Regions from separate parts of the Mus musculus genome. Here regions 1 and 3 are each linked to region 2. Evidence: chromatin contacts called from public Micro-C and promoter capture Hi-C data. All regions are on one chromosome and are shown on one strand. Each heading gives the region's core, a stretch centred on a gene start, on an enhancer-like site or on the middle of the called end of the contact. The rest is flanking DNA. Distances are from core to core; before and after follow the strand shown.

The links. Promoter capture Hi-C pulls out the DNA fragments that hold promoters and counts their contacts. Hi-C and Micro-C count contacts between places; a contact is called where the count stands out from the background.
Region 1: a Micro-C map of embryonic stem cells shows a contact between it and region 2, with 3 times the contacts expected there. The contact joins the promoter of Timm22 here to the promoter of Doc2b in region 2. A contact is called at or near these places in 13 of 39 promoter capture datasets (the 3T3-L1 cell line, cranial neural crest, embryonic stem cells and 7 more), 3 of 15 datasets of contacts at CTCF or cohesin (embryonic stem cells, pro-B cells and stem cell-derived epiblast-like cells), 39 of 484 Hi-C or Micro-C datasets (B cells, the BV-2 cell line, the C3H10T1/2 cell line and 21 more), 20 of 115 datasets of contacts at active chromatin or transcription factors (the 230-238 cell line, the SCID.adh cell line, bone marrow-derived dendritic cells and 13 more) and 4 of 9 other capture datasets (adipose tissue, embryonic stem cells, liver and 1 more).
Region 3: a promoter capture Hi-C map of pre-B cells shows a contact between it and region 2, with 3 times the contacts expected there. The contact joins the enhancer-like site here to the promoter of Doc2b in region 2. A contact is called at or near these places in 5 of 39 promoter capture datasets (the C10 cell line, cranial neural crest, liver and 2 more) and 1 of 484 Hi-C or Micro-C datasets (CD4 T cells).

The regions. Positions count from the first base shown.
Region 1 is chr11:76,405,794-76,408,668 of GRCm38.p6, forward strand. Timm22 (translocase of inner mitochondrial membrane 22) reads left to right here and starts at 1,350. Exons shown (of 4, transcript NM_019818.5): 1 at 1,350-1,649. The coding sequence starts at 1,412.
Region 2 is chr11:75,794,621-75,797,320 of GRCm38.p6, forward strand. It overlaps Doc2b (double C2, beta), which reads right to left and starts at 1,440. Exons shown (of 9, transcript NM_007873.3): 1 at 901-1,440. The coding sequence starts at 1,273. Gm12339 (predicted gene 12339) reads left to right here and starts at 1,189. Exons shown (of 4, transcript NR_136933.1): 1 at 1,189-1,498.
Region 3 is chr11:76,373,568-76,376,325 of GRCm38.p6, forward strand. All of the region lies in intron 1 of Nxn (nucleoredoxin), which reads right to left. Among named protein-coding and RNA genes, the nearest start is that of Nxn, 24 kb to the right of the region's middle. Within about 2 kb of position 1,399, at least 134 of the 459 cell types and tissues checked have an H3K27ac peak or open chromatin away from gene starts, as enhancers often do.

The DNA.
Region 1 (2,875 bases), core at 100-2,599, 610 kb after region 2:
GACAGGTGTGTATAAGCAAGAAGAGAGTGATTCACCCAGCCAGGAAACAGGAAGTGCAGGTGTGTGTGTGTGTGTGTGTGTGTGTGTGTGTGTGTGTGTGTGTGTGTGTGAAAGAAGTTCTAACTTCACCTGTAGCTCCTAGTTACTCTCTGCTGTTGGAGGACATTAATCAAAGCCCCTTAATTGCAAAGTCATCTGTCCAGGATCTGGAGAAATGGATCAGGAGTTGAGAGGGCTGGCTGTTTTCCAGAGTTCCTGGGTTCAATTCTCAGCACCTATATGATGGCTCACAGCCATCTGTTAACTCCAGTCCCAGGAGATCTAATGCCATTTGCTGGCCTCCCAGGTACTACGTGTACTCGGTCCACAGACATACATTCAGGTAAAGACTCGTTTGAATTAATTTAAAATAAATAAAATCTAAAAATAAAGTCACTTGTCCAGTACCCACTGTGTACAACAAACCGGTCAGCTAAGCAGTATCTGTTGGCACATACCTTCTACCAGCCATAGGGCTGTGACGTTTTTCCATTGTTAACCATAGTTGTATGCAACTAGTATGTATATAATACTCTATACTCAGCTTGCTCGCTCTCTCTCTCTCTCTCTCTCTCTCTCTCTCTCTCTCTCTCTTTTCTTAAGCATAGTTTCTCTGCGTAGCCATGGCTGCCCTGGAACTCACTCTATAGACCAGGCTGGCTTCAAACTCAAAGATCTGCCTGCCTCTGCCTAACTGATTTAACTGATTTAAGGCTTGCTAGACCACCACTCAGTTCATTTGTTGGCCTCCTTCTTTATTCCTTAAAGGCTTAATAACTATGTAATAAAATACATTTAGAACATATGTATGCCATGTTTCAACACTTACTTACAAAGCGCGTACATTCGATCTCAGAATACCAACCAGCCTGTGGTTCTAGTGAATCAGGTAGCTGCATCACTGCTGCATGGCTTAGAAACAAAGCAGACACGCGCGTCCCCTGCTGCAAGCTCAACGAACTGCAGCCTAACAGGAGCCCGACCGCTCTTCAGCGGCTTCTCAAGAGTTTTCAAAGGAAGTAGCATGTCCAGTGAGCACGCACGGCTTTCTGGGAAGTGTAGTCAGATGTTCGAGTTAGAACTACAAATCCCGGCACGCACCGCAATGGGGCCCCTAGTTGAGGGGTGTTCTTGAGATATTGAGTCTTGTCTGATTGCTTTTAGCAATGTCTTACAAACTTGGCAGCTGTTTAAAGAGGCGTTGAGGAAGCACGATAGCTCCCTCGACGCTGATGCATAGGCAGACTTTGCTTCTACACCTTCTTCAGTGTGGCGAATCTGCCGTTGTCGTCACTCTGGCTGGACGCCTAGGTAAGCGTGTGGAATCGGCTGTGGGAAATACGAAGTGAAAGGTACTAGAGCCCCTACGGTCATGGCGGCTACCGCCCCCAAGGCCGGGGGTTCAGCTCCTGAGGCAGCGGGTTCTGCCGAAGCTCCGTTGCAGTACAGCCTTCTTCTTCAGTACCTGGTGGGCGACAAGCGTCAGCCCCGGCTTCTGGAGCCTGGCAGCCTGGGCGGGATCCCGAGTCCTGCCAAGAGCGAGGAGCAGAAGATGATCGAGAGGGCAATGGAAAGTTGCGCCTTCAAGGCTGTGCTGGCCTGTGTAGGAGGTGAGACGAGGCTCGAGGGGCCCTTGGGATGCTGAGGGCTTGAAGAGCCTTAGGATTCCTTATCAAGACAACGCGTTTAGGAGGCAAGGAACCTGTAGGTGTCGACCTTGATTGCACCCGGACTTGCTCCTTGAACCCGGAGATGTCTCTCTTGACCCTGGGGTTAACAGTCAGGGTATGCAGGATCCTAAGTAGTTGCTTTCTGTCGTTCGTTTGTTTGTCATTTCATTCATTCATTCAACATGTTGTTACTATGTAACTGTCATGAGCGGACAGGAGCCCTGAAGGTCTAATATTAGGACCCAGAGAGAATGCTGTAGACACATAGGGAGTTGCAAAATTGTCCTTAAGGCAGAAGTTTGGAGCTTGGAAATTATTGCTGGGTGGTGGCGGCCCAGGCCACGGGGGTGGGGGTGGGGTGGGGGGAGGGGCTGAGACAGACAGGCAGACAGACAGAGCTACATAGAGACACCCTGTCTCAAAATAAAACAAAAAACAATGAAGACCAGTATGATTAGACAGACGGGGTGGGGCTGGGATAGACATTAACAACCCCCAACACACACACACACACACACACACATTCACATTTTGAGGATTTGAGAATGTACAGCATATTTAAAACAGACGGGGTGGGGCTGGGATAGACATTAACAACCCCCAACACACACACACACACACACACACACACACACACACACATTCACGTTTTGAGGATTTGAGAATGTACAGCATATTTAAAACGTGCAGGTGAAAAGGTTAGGTATATTTGTAGATGAATTCAAATTTCATTACAAATGAAAAACATTAGCCGGGCAGTGGTGGCACACGCCTTTAATCCCAGCACTTGGGAGGCAGAGGCAGGTGGATTTCTGAGTTCAAGGCCAGCCTGGTCTACAGAGTGAGTTCTAGGACAGCCAGGGCTACACAGAGAAACCCTGTCTGGAAAAACAAACAAACAAACAAACAAAGCAGGGAGGAAGAGGCAGTCAGATCTCAGAGTTCCAGGTCAGCCTAGTTTATATAGTGAATTCCAGGACAGCCCGGGCTCCATAATAGAGACACTAACTCAAAAAATCAAAATAAACAAGCAAGCCAAAAAAACCCCAAACAACCAAACAAAACAAAGTTTCAAAAAATGTAGTAGAAAGAGAGTTTGGGAGCTAGAGTGATTGGAAAGCAAGAAATTCTGGGAGAGGAGGTATCTGGCTTCCCTGAGCTGGTCT
Region 2 (2,700 bases), core at 190-2,689:
GGAGGGGCTGCTTTTGCCTTGGGCAAGCTGGGATGGGTCCCCCCAATCCCATGGGCCCATGGCATCTATGACTAGGTTCTGAGGCTGGCTTTGTTTTTTTTTTTTTTTCTAAGTGAAACAGGGTGACAGCTGGGCTGGGGCCCTTCCATGTAGTCACCCCAGCCGCAGCCACAGCCCTCAGCAAATTCACGGGACAGGTGATGTGACTTCTTCCCTCCTTGGCTTCCTGGATGGTCCCTGGTGGGCAGGGTTAGGCATCCTCAGGGACCACACAAGCCACCAGGAGAGGTCCTGGCCTGGCTCGGGAGACCCTGGTGTCTGTTGTCTCCCTGGGGCTGAGTCCGAGAGGAGGGGGCGCGGCTGGGGACCCTCCTGACCGGGGAAGCCGGCGTAACAGGTGGGCGAAGGTCCACGGCCAGGGCCGGCGGGGTCCGCAGATGCGGGAGGAGGAACCGCCAAGGTTTTTCCAAAGGACAAGCGGCCCCGCGGTCCTGGTTCTCGGCCCGCGCACCAGCAGAGCCGTGGCGCGGTGCGGGCCGCCGGGCCCGCCCCAGCTACCGCAGGGTCCCCAGCTCTCCGGGTGGACACCCCGGGACAGCCCGCACAGGGCTCTGGGGCCTGGCGCAACCGCGCGGCCCGCAGCAACTGGTGTCTCTCCGGGGCGCAGCTCCGCCCTTCCCGGGAACAAAAGCCGCCGCCCGCGCAGGAGCTCCTGGCGCGCGGGCCGAGAAGGGGTGCGGGGCGCGCCTCGGGGAGCGGAGGCCTGGAAACGGGGCGCCCCAGAGGACGCCCCCAAACTTCCCAGCTCTCCCGTGCGGTTGTTCCGGGCGGCGGCGGCGCTTGCCCTGCGGGGACCCGGGTGCGGGGAGGGGGCGAGCGGCCGGCGACTGGGAAACTTACTGCAGTCGTCTGACTCGTAGCCGTCGACGTCCGGCTCGTCCTCGGGGGGCTTGGCGGGCGGCCTCGCGGGGCTGGGGCCGGGGCTGGGGCCTGGGCTGGCTCCGTAGGCTCCGAAGAGCTGGTCCACATCTTCGTCGTCGTCGCGGGCGCCGTCGGAGGGGCTGCGGGGGCTGGCGCTGGCTGCGGGAGAGCGCGCGGGGGCGTCCGGGGGCGCGGGGGCGCGGGGCGCGGCGGTAGGGGGGAGGCCCCGCGGGAAGCGGGGAAAATAATCGGAGATCTGCTTGATAGGCCGAATGGGGCCGGGACACACGTCGATGGCCATATGCTCCTGGATGCTGATGGTCGCCTTCTCCCCGCGCCGCCGGAGGGTCATGCAGGCAGCGCCGCGGCGCGCGGCCCGGCCCGGCCCGGTGTGACCCCGGCCCGGGGGCAAGTCAGCGGGTCCCGCGGGGCGCTGCGGGGGCTGCGGTCATCGCCAGCGTGGCCCCCGGACGGCCCTGACGCGGCTGCTGCCTGCTCGGCGGCGGCCGGTGCGAGTGAGTGCGGGGCCGGCAGCAGGGGGCGGGCCCAGCCCGCGTCACCCGGCAGCAACCAAGCGGTGAGTGTGCGGGCTGCGCGCGCGGGCGGGCGGGCTGGCGGGCACGGAGAGAGCGAGGGAGCGAGCGAGCCAGGAGAGCAACCACTTCCTCGCGCTCACACGGCGCGCTCACACACGCGGGAGACGCGCAGGGCCACTCGGAGCCTTTGCCTCACTTAGGCTCGCAGACTGGGTGCCAGCCCATGAGGGGCTGCATTCCACTCTCGTGCAGACACACACAGACACACAAATGTGTGTAGAGACACTCAGTGGAAAAGATCACCCATTCCGGGCTCCAGGCTACAGACACATGCACTGGTGGATGCTAAGGCATGGTGCACCTCCCCAGCATGCAAAATACATACAAGAGACACATGTTCGCAAGGATGCCCAGGGCAGTCTTCCGTGCTGGGCTCAACTCACAGAACCCATAATAGCCATAGAAGCCATTTGGGGATGTGGATAGGAACTCCTCAAAAAATCCCCTCCTTTGTAGAGGCAGGTAGGTAGGCCACAGGATTACCCTGCCAGGGAACAGGCTGTTTACTTCCTAGCAGGACAAGTGTACCCTGGGCTGTCCCAGGACACTGCTGGGACAGTCTGCTTACTTCCTCTCAGGTCACATGTAAACAGGAGCGTCTATGACCTGGGCCAGACTCCTCACTCAGTCCCTGAGTGGCTTAAAAGACCCAGAAGAACAGGCTGGGTGAGAACTTGGACCGGGGCATGGTCAGGATGGACAGAGGGAAGCAGGCCAGGCCAGGGATCTCCTGGGGTGATGACTGAGTTCAGGTGTAAAGGCAAGGTGCTGCCTGGCCCACACTTGTGCCTCCCATGCCAGGCAAATCCCTGCCGCAGTTCAGGGAACAGCTGTGCTGGGAGCAGGCTGCTGCGTGTGCAGATGCATCTCCAGTAAGCCCTGGGCCGGCGAGGATGGAACCCTGTTTACTCTGGTTTTCACTGACGCGTGGGAGAGGCTTATCATTTTTGGCTGTGTCCCTCTTTTGTCAAGGTTCTCAACCCATGGGCTGTGACCCCTTGGCGGACTGTCGATTTCGACCATGGGAAAACACAGAGATTTACATGGCAATTTATAACAGTAGGAAACTTACGCTTATGAAGTGGCAATGAAAATAATTTTACGGTTGGGAGTTGCCACAACACAAGGAACTGTATTGAAGGGTCGCAGCATTAGGAAGGTTGAGACCCACTGCCCTACTGAG
Region 3 (2,758 bases), core at 149-2,648, 580 kb after region 2:
ACTAGCTCTGAGCCACTAGACAGAAAACGAAGTGAAAGGGCTGAATCCAAGATGGCAGCACAAGAAAGAACCAGATGGCTTGGTGAGCAATCCTGCATGAGGGTCCTACCGAGTGCCACACCAGTAAAGACGGCAGCATAGGAAACCCACATTATTTTTTTTCTTTATTGTTTTTCTATGGTGGGGTGTGGTATCTTAGAGTATAGCTCAGGCTACCCTCAAGCCTATCCCCATCCATAGCCCCCTAAATGCCAGGGTACTTGCTTGGCAGTCAATCTGAGTCGCCATTGTCGTCATCGGCTTCATCATGCGCCCTGCCTCCTCCCCAACTCCACTTTAAAATCTCTTGCTGTAAAATACTGCTTTCTACTATCTTTGACCACTTGGGGATCAAAGGCAAACAAAACTCAAGGCAAATCCTAGTTCTGTGCACTACAGAAAGCAATGTTGAGAGAAAACTAAAGCTCTCAAACAAAAAGCGATTTCGCTTTTCTCAAACTTCTTAGCGATTTCACGGTCTACATACATGAAGCCTTGGGCCTGGCTCTGGGCTGGCTTAACCATTTCATTTCATCCCACACAACACTCTAGCTGGTTCATCAGATCTTTTCTTTCTATCAAATCAAAAAACAAAAGGGCACCAATGGAGTTGAGCCGGTCCTCAGTGGTGCAGCCCTGGCCCAGCATGTGGGGGGCCCTGGGCTCCACAGCACCAGAGGAAAACAAGTATATGTATGCATGGAAATAACACACATGCATACATGCGCGTGTGCACGCGCAGGAACACACACACAGAGTCTATTTCTTCTCCTAAGAGGCCTCTCACATCAGCAGATCTTTCTAGAGTTCCAAAGAGTTGGTCAATACAGCAAGTTCAGCAATCGGGCCTAACCTGCAGTGCTTAGAACCTGCTCTGGGTGGGATAGTGGAGTTCTCTCTTTACAGACCCGCGCGCTGAGAGCTGGGGCCTTTTAAGATCAATATATTTTTAAAATGTAGGCCGAGTGGTTGTCAGCTGTGGGGAAACAGCCTCCTACTGCAGGCTCTCCTGCAAGCTGGCGAGCTACTTCCATGTATGGAAGTGGATGCACACTGTAAAACCTCAGGCAGGAGTCTGGACAGGCTGATGGGGGTGGGAGCGTGACGTTCCTTCCAGCAGGGCCTGAACTGAACTAGAAGGGTCGGCAACAGGGTTCCCTTGCTTAGGGAACCGAGGACTCTTCAATGGAAAGGCTGCAAGGGCAGAAAAAGATATAAAGCAGGAAAACACGGGCATAGAACCCTCGAACAAGGAGGTGCCCAAGACACAGAGGGTCTAAACCTAAGTGCAGGAGCCTGGCTGAGCTCTGGAAGCCAGGGCCCTGCAGCTCATGCGCAGGCGCACTGACCTCAGCCCCCTGGAATGCAGAATCCTCCACAACTCGCCATCCATCACCAGAACTCCCTCAAGGCCAGCTCTAAGAAGGGTAGCTTCTGGTTTGTTTTGTTTCTGTGGTCTGAGAAACTCGAGGCAGTTACTTCTTGCCAGGGCACGTCTCAGGCTTGCCAGAAAGTTGAAGTCAAGCTGCCAGGCTGCAATAGATACAAGTTAGAGCCCCACAAGTGTTACGGATAGGTGCCTCTGACTGAGCAAGGCACTTAATGAAAACGGGAAGGGGAGGGGTATCCTGAGAAGCTTAAGATATGTGGCGAGTACAAAGTAGAAACAGTATAGTGTCAGATGTTTATTAACAATAGTTATGTCTAGCCGGGCGGCGGTGGCACATGCCTTTAGTCCCTGGAGGCAGAGGCAGGTGGATCTTTGAGTTTGGGACCAGCCTGATCAACAGAGTGAGTTTCAGGATAGCCAGAGCTACACAGGGAAACTATTTCGATAGCTAGATAGCTAGATAGCTAGATAGCTAGATAGATAGGTAGATAGATAGATAGATAGATAGATAGATAGATAGATAGATAGACAGACAGACAGAGGCTGCTCTGGGAAGCTGGGCATACAGCTTAGTTGGTAGAATACTTGTTTACCATGCACCAGGCTGTGGATTCTGATCCCCAGCATTACACAAAGCAGGGGTGGTAGCCCATACCTGTATCCTCAGCAGCGGCGAGAGAAGGATCATAAGTTCAAGATCATCTTCAGCTAAAGGCCAATAAGGGCTACATGAAATAAAAATTAAAAAAAAAAAAACAGAACAAAACAAACAAGCAACCCACTTGCTTTGTGATTTCTGCCATCTTGCTTACACTGAGAAATAGAAGCGATGTCTTCAAGCTTTGCTAATGTCCACATTCAGACCAGAGAGCACTCACTGTGGAGCACCAGACTTCCTTGCCTCCTTGCTTCTGCTCCCTCCCAGGGCCCTGCTTAGATTCCCTAGCAGCCTTCCCTCAAGTCATCTCCTCTGCAGCTCTCAGCCCAGCTCAGGGCTCCATCCGCTGAAGACTCACAGTTGTTCTCGGGCAGAGATCCACCTCTCTGTAGACCTTGTCCCAGCTGCCCCACAAACCCCCTCAGCTGGGAACATTAGCGTCACATCTCACTGCCCTCACCAAAGCCAGGATACAGCCCTCACCATACGCCCTGACGGTTCTCAAACCCCACTCCCTCTTTCCAATCCCTACTCAGCTGTCCTAGGGCAGTGCTCTCTTTCCAGTGCTGTCCACAAGAACTCTGTGCAACCTAAAATTCTATTTATAGCCACATTGACAGCTAGAGAGTATTAAGGAATAGTGGCACATATCTGTAATCCCAGCACTCAGA